Linked DNA regions of Mus musculus: region 1 is linked to region 2. Evidence: chromatin contacts called from public Hi-C data. All regions are on one chromosome and are shown on one strand. Each heading gives the region's core, a stretch centred on a gene start, on an enhancer-like site or on the middle of the called end of the contact. The rest is flanking DNA. Distances are from core to core; before and after follow the strand shown. Region 1 has its middle 5.9 kb from the start of Gm46330. Region 2 overlaps Vipr2 (vasoactive intestinal peptide receptor 2).

Evidence for each region. Hi-C and Micro-C count contacts between places; a contact is called where the count stands out from the background.
Region 1: a contact with region 2 is called in a Hi-C map of group 2 innate lymphoid cells, with 4 times the contacts expected there. The contact joins two enhancer-like sites. A contact is called at or near these places in 2 of 15 datasets of contacts at CTCF or cohesin (CD8 T cells and pro-B cells), 76 of 484 Hi-C or Micro-C datasets (8-cell embryo, the AML12 cell line, the BV-2 cell line and 50 more), 7 of 115 datasets of contacts at active chromatin or transcription factors (CD8 T cells, the HPC-7 cell line, bone marrow-derived dendritic cells and 3 more) and 3 of 9 other capture datasets (adipose tissue, liver and pancreatic islet).

What each region holds. Positions count from the first base shown.
Region 1 is chr12:116,200,897-116,204,365 of GRCm38.p6, forward strand. No RefSeq gene overlaps it. Among named protein-coding and RNA genes, the nearest start is that of Gm46330, 5.9 kb to the left of the region's middle. Within about 2 kb of position 1,920, at least 23 of the 459 cell types and tissues checked have an H3K27ac peak or open chromatin away from gene starts, as enhancers often do. A contact at or near this core is called in group 2 innate lymphoid cells, where this site is marked.
Region 2 is chr12:116,136,891-116,140,413 of GRCm38.p6, forward strand. It overlaps Vipr2 (vasoactive intestinal peptide receptor 2), which reads left to right. Exons shown (of 13, transcript NM_009511.2): 8 at 423-483; 9 at 1,785-1,854; 10 at 2,258-2,349. Among named protein-coding and RNA genes, the nearest start is that of Gm20658, 27 kb to the left of the region's middle. Within about 2 kb of position 1,656, at least 54 of the 459 cell types and tissues checked have an H3K27ac peak or open chromatin away from gene starts, as enhancers often do. A contact at or near this core is called in group 2 innate lymphoid cells, where this site is marked.

The DNA of each region.
Region 1 (3,469 bases), core at 670-3,169, 64 kb after region 2:
TTTTCCCACAGGGTCTGGGTGTGGGTGCACTTTTAGAAAGAGCTGAAGAGAAAAGGCCTAGACTCTCAGGGTAGCCTCCAAGAGCAGAGTATGTATTCTCCACATCTCTCGGCAGCAACAGCAAGCTGCTCTTGAGCTACTGCTGTCAATGCCCAGGACACCTTCCTGATGTCCAGTTCAATAGCTAGCCCCACTTTTCATATGCATGCCAGCTTCATTAGCCATTATCCCCAAATGACCATCTATGTGTGCCCAGCTGGCTGCTGGTTATGCTGAGCTGGTGGTTATGGTGTGCATCCTTCACATCAGAGGGAGATGAGAGGCGGGTAAGGACCCTGCAAAGTCCTTTGGCTTCCTCCTGGTCCTTCAGTAGAGACATTTTCCTGACCTGCACAGCAGCGCTGTATTGTAAGGACACAGCTTGAGAATGTAAACAAAAACTGTTGCCAAAAAACAAAACAAAAAAAAAAAAAAACAAAAAAAACCCCAAAAAACCAAAAACCAAAAACCAAAAGAAACAAAACAAAAAAGAAAAAGAAAAATGGGGCCAGCAAGATGACTCAGTGAGTAAAGGCATTTGCTACCCACATGCAAGTTTGATGGCCATTCGATAGAAAATTGATTCTCTTAACTGTCTTCTGCCTTTCATACACATGCTAGGGCACACACACTTGCACATATTTGGGTACACTCATACGCACCATATACATAAATAAATGCAAAAATAGTTTTAGTTGTAAAAAGAGATTTATTTCTCAGTTCTGAGGGTGAGAAATGTGTTGAGTACTTGCGGGCAGTTTTCATGTCCTCACAGAAGCATCTAATTGGCGCCATTCATACAGACAGGAGTATGGGGCCATCCACTGGTATATGATGAACCTACCAGGTACCATATTCTTAAAGAAAACTGACAGTCCTTCCCCTAGCAGCCACCAGCTGTGAGTAGTTCAGATAGTAGGGGCTTGTGGGTCTCTCTAAATATTGTATGGCTTGCTATTGTGAGGGTCTCGTGGAGGTGACCAGAGCCTCTGGATGTTCATGAGTGCAGTGGTCTTGTCATGTCCAGAAGATAGTGTCTCACCACGTCCTCTCCAAGCTCTGGCTCTTACAGTCTTTCTGCCCCCCTTCTGTGATGTTTCCTGAGCCTTGGGGAGGAGGTGTAACACAGATGTCCCATTTGTGGATGAGTAAGGACTGAAGACCCACTTGTGCTCCTCCTTTAGCTGTCAAGACCACTGGGACAATGATCCTCTAACTGGCATCTCATGCTGGGAAATGGAAAAGAATGAAGCCTGATGCCAGCCAGAGGAGGACCTTGCCTCCCAGAAAGAGATTTCACAAAGTTCTGACCACCACTTGCAGGAGATACAGGGGCTGAGGCAATGGTGGGTCAGCGATGGGTGAAACCACACTGTAACCAGGACTGCTTAGTGTTATCGTGTGTGTGTGTGTGTGTGTGTGTGTGTGTGTGTGTGTGTGTGACTAAGCCTCACATCAGGACCACAAAAATGGATTTAGCTGGAGGCTTTCTTAAAGCCCCATTTGGCTCATGACCACTTGTGGTGCGTCTCTTTGTCCAGTGGGTGCTCTCTGTGACTCAGTGAACCTAAGCTGCCCTCAGATACCCAGCACTAACACAGTCTCCCTGGAAAGAAGGTTATGCTATGAGGTAGGCAGGCATTTCAGCTATTTGGCTTTGATGCATATAAAGAAAATCTTTTAAAAAAAATAAAATGTTTCCCCTGTTTGATCAACGTGGAGAATCCTCTCCTTGGATATAAATAGAAGGGTTGTATTACTGTGAGAGTGTTTAAGCCTACTGCTTCTTGTGTTTGGAATCAAGCATTCAGGCATAAAGTGTGGACAAGTAGGCTGGCCAGAGCTCAGGTGGCTGCTGCTGCCCCCTTGTGCCTGGCATGCCGTACTGCATGATGCTTTTACAAATGCACTTTTGTCTTCTCGGTTGTGAGGGGATAAAGAACCACTTGGTGTGGAGCTATCGGTCAGGTTTCCTCAGGATAAGCTCGCTGAGAACCGGGACAGATACCTTCAGTAATCAGAAGCTGGTGACAACAGGAGCTGCTGGGAGAGGAAGAACTCTACCAGGACCTTCACTCCGTCTCCTCAGGACACCTTGCAGTTGGTGGAGTGGGGAGAACAGATTCTGGAAAGGGCAGGGACCTAGAAACTGCACATCTCGGACACCCTCAGCCCCACCAACAGGCCTGTGTTTCGCACAAGTCTTGTTCTGTGAGGCAGGGCTCACCACGGTGCTAAGCAGAACGTTGAAAGGCAAAGATCTCACAAACCTACGCCGTGAACCCGCAAGTCCCAGACCTGACAAGACCCCTCTCCCTAGCCCTAACCCCAGCCTACCCTAATGCTAACCCTAAAGCTCAGGAGGAGGAAAGGCATGACTGCCAGGAGGAAGGGTAATGACTTAAGCAAGAGAAATGTGATGCTATAAACCCCAGGAAACCACTAAGAGCTGTAACTGATACATCAACATGACACACCAAGTGGAATCACTATAAACACTCACTCAATGTACTCAAGGCAAAAAAAAAAGGGAAACTAAAATACAGCAATAATTCTGGAAAGCCCTTTTATTCTTATTCCTTCCCTCCCACCCATAGCATTGAGTTGCATCAGGCTCCTCAGGGATCCCAGCCTTTCTTCCAGCAGCTGAACCCTCTCCTCACGGTGTCATGCCATGCTACTCCAGCATCCTCACAGGATATTTATGTTCATTTGTTTTATTAGCAATGACCAATACTACACAGAAACCAGGGGAGGAACAGCTTAAGGAGAGGAGAACTTTATTCTTTCATCGCTTGAGGGGGCTCAATCCATTGCGGTGGTAGTGGCGTGTGTGTGTGTGTGTGTGTGTCTGTGTGTGTGCTTGTGCGTGTTCATGTGTGTTTGTGTTGTGTGTCTGTGTGTGTGGTGTAGTACTGTGGTGTGGTGTGGTAGAGCAGTTCACATCACGGAGGGCCAGGAAGCAGAGAGAGGGCAATGCTGCCCTCATCTGGTTCTAGGGCCTCAGCCCTAGAAATAATGTGGCCCATATTCCAGAGTGGGTCTTCTCCGCGGTGAAATCTTTTCTGAACTATACTCATAAACATAGCCGGAGGTGTTCCTCCATTTCCTAGATGACTCTCTATCCAGCCAAGATCACATTAAGGATCAAACATGGCAAAACACTCCCATGTCGAATCCACCTCATGCTTGGCTTTGCCCTTCCCTCAAACTAAAACACTAAGAATGCTGTATACTCCCAGCTAGTGGGAGATTTTCTGATATACAAACTGCAGGCTACTATGGTTATCTTCTGTCCTTCACTGTCCCAAATGTTCTAAACAGAGTATTCAAAGAAAGAAAATGTATTTTCCATATATGGTACTACTAATGCAGCTCTTCCAACCTTCATGTCCCCAGGATTCCTCTGAGAAATTTATAATTTGGAGTG
Region 2 (3,523 bases), core at 406-2,905:
CTTTTCCCAGTCAGCTCATATCAGCAATGAAAAAAATCAGAGGAGTAGGCCGAAGGGCACACCTACCTCCTGCTGGGAGCCCAGCCCTTTCCAGAGCAGGAAGGGATGAAAGCTTGCATGACTTAGGGAGTAAAACGCACAGCCCCTCAGACAACAATAGAGCCAGTGAGCGTGTCTCCCTCTTACTTGGCCTCTCTGTCTTCAACAGATAGGTTTCAGATTCTTGGCTTTCAGACATATTTGTCCTGGCTGCTTAGTAAAATATAAGTGCAAACCTTCACATATTGATGAAGACATTAAGTGAGAACTTCCATATGGTCCTTTGATTGAAAATTCCTCTTTACATGTTCTGGTTCATGAGTACCAGGGGTGGTGCTTCCCATTGATGAACAGGAGCAAATCTGATGGGGGTCTCTCCACAGGCATCCCCAGTGTGTGTATAGGTGCATGGACAGCAACTCGCCTCTCTTTAGAAGACACAGGGTAAGTGCTATATGTGCATCCATGCCTGTAAAACAAGGCCTGCTGGTACTGGTAGAATATCTGAGAGCTAAAGAAACTTGTACCGTTAGAGACAAAAGATTTCCAGCCAGTCAAGGCATTTCTAGGCAACATTTAGCACCCCGTGATTAAAAGACATGTAGATGATGGTCATGGGCAAGACTCACTACAAGTCTCAGTATTTAGAAGATGGCCCAAATGAGAGGTGAAAGTTAAGCCATTTCTAAATTTAGCTAAAATCGGGACAAGCCAGGCAGAATGAGTGATATTTTGCATGACTTTTTGGTGTCCCCAAGAGAGCCAAGCAGAAACAAGCAAGTTTATGGGGGGGGGGTCCAGGGGGGAATGCATTAAGATCAGGCTATGTGGCTGCCTGGATAGCCTCTGTGAGCTCCTCCTCTGAGAACTTCTGAGCCTAGAGGTAGTAACAGGCATCCCTAGCCTAGATGTATCTCACAAAAGACCCCAGGGTAACAACTGTCCACTGGAGAGTATATCACTCTGAGTGGTTGGCCTAAGCCAATCTTTCTCTTTAGTCTCTGACTTTACACTGACAACAAAAGTGAAACTCCATCCACCCACCCAGCAGTTGTTCCTCAGCTGAATTCAATGGCCCGGTCACCCTTCGGTAAGCAGGACTGACAACTGAGGTAGTGTCGGCTGGAAGGCACTCTTTGCTCTGTGGTTTGGAGGTCTCAGAGCCAACTCAACTGCCCATGCCACATTGCCAAACAGGCTGGGGCCCTAGGCCATGGAACTCTGCCCTTGCTGGAACAGTCAGCACCTACTGTGAGCTGTAGCCTTGCAAAATCACACTTTTTGCTGGAGATAAACCCTACTGAAAGTCAAGACCACTTCAATCACTCTCAAGGCACATTTTTAATTCTTTGAGACAGAGATATAAACAATTTGGAGGACTATGTTTTCAGAAGGAAGAAAAGAGCCTTCATGGCATCCAGAGCAAGTGAGAGCACATGCCTTGAATTAACTAACATCACAACTGTGAGACTTACCAGCCCAGGAGCTGCACTCCGTGCTACCTCGCCATTAGCAGACTGTCAGGTTGACTCACCCAGGAAAGCCGCTTCACTCTACATGCAGGGCAGTTAGATCTAGTTGGAGGTGACTGTGCAATCAGAGTCTGATTGGCACATTGAGACCGAGAAAGGGGAAAGTTGGTTCTGCAAGCTTCATCTGAGAATCAATCCTCACCCAAACAGTTCTGCCCAGAGCCTGGTTTATATGCTGAGTCAGAGTGACACCAGTTTCTTTCTCTCTAACAGTTGCTGGGACACAAACGACCACAGCATCCCCTGGTGGGTCATTCGGATGCCCATTCTAATTTCTATTGTAGTAAGTAGCTGCCTTTGGAGAGGCTATGCTCTGCTTTTCTTTTGTGTACCTGTACCATACAGAGTATAGCCACCCTGCTTCACTGTGTGTAAGTGGCTACCAACTTCCTACAGGGCCCCATCACCTCCAGAGAAACACCCAGGGAAGAGTGGACTCCAAGGCAATAAGACCAGAAGGATTCTAGACTTGGAGGAGATTAAAATAGTCTGCTGCCCATTTCCAACTGCTCAGTTAACCACAACTTTATGCAGTAGTACCCTCAATGCCCACACGAGGTCCTCTTTGGTGCAGTGGGCAGACCTAGTGCCTGGGGTAGATGGTGGCAAAATCCTATAGATGGGTGATCAGGGATAAGATGTAAAGGTGCTCACAGATCACACAGTCCTTTCTTGTCTCTGTGCAGGTCAACTTTGCCCTCTTCATCAGCATTGTAAGGATCTTACTTCAGAAACTAACTTCTCCAGATGTTGGTGGCAATGACCAGTCACAGTACAAGTGAGTATCTGCTTGTCCAGCATGATATGCAGCAAATATGCAGCAAAGTTCATGGAGAGTAGAGCCTAATGCCAGGATACAGAAGGTCCTCAAGGTACCTAGGTGGCCCTCTAAGGCTCAACGTGCACTGACACTGGAGTCTGCCGGCCCAGCACTCACAGGGGCCAAGAAACCACACTGTAGGATGATGGTGCTAAAAATAAGAACATTCTCTCATGTTTGCCATCATGCATAGAGCCTTCATGTGAGAGTGTTCCTTAAATGTGTGTCCTTTTCTGTGATATCACAGCCTGACATCTAGCTCCCTTTAACCACACATTGTTCTTCGTATGTCTGTCCTCCCAACCAGAACTTGGGGCTGGTCCACACAAGCACAGCTGGCCCTTTGTGCCTAGACCTGCTTTTAGCAGTAATCTGACAAGTGGTGTGTCACTTTGACTGGCACAGACTCATGAATTTTACCAGCTAATTTGTGATAATCCAAGGAATCAGTAGGTTACCCATAATTCACAAAGGAAAAATATATCCCAGCTCAGGTGTGATGTGAACATGATTTCAGCGATGTTGTATTTGGTGCAGCTCAGAGCCTGGGCTCAGTTTGGTGATGCTGTATTTGGTACAGGTCAGGAGCCTGGGTTCAGATGATCCTGTGCTGGCTAAGATCTGCATCACCCTGGGAAGTGATCAGCTCCCAGCCAGTTGGAAGTTAACACCTGCACCCAGGCTGCTTTTCATAGAAAAAAAAAAAATGCAGCGTGATGTGGGTGCTGAGCCAGCAGGATGGCTGAACAGAGAGGGGTCTTCCCTGTATGCTGTCTCCTCTCCTGTAAAATGGAATGGATGTTTGCCTGTTGGGTTTGAGAAACAACTGAAAGACATTCAGTGCCTGGCACAGAAGAATAGAGAAAGGACTTGGTGGGCATTTAAGTCTTAGTTGTGTCATGCTGTGCACAAAATACAAGAAATAAGTTTCTCTTTGTGGAAGAAACCTGCCAGGCCACACATAACAAGGTATAAGCTGCCACATGGTGCCTGATCAGACATAATGGGTCTCATGCATCCCCTCTGCAGCCCTGGAAAGCAGGGCGGGCATTCTTAGTCGCCTTTCAATTGGATTTGGATTTTCGGCAAATCCTGTTTAGTGTCTGTGCTGACCTTTTCTCTGGGCTCCTGG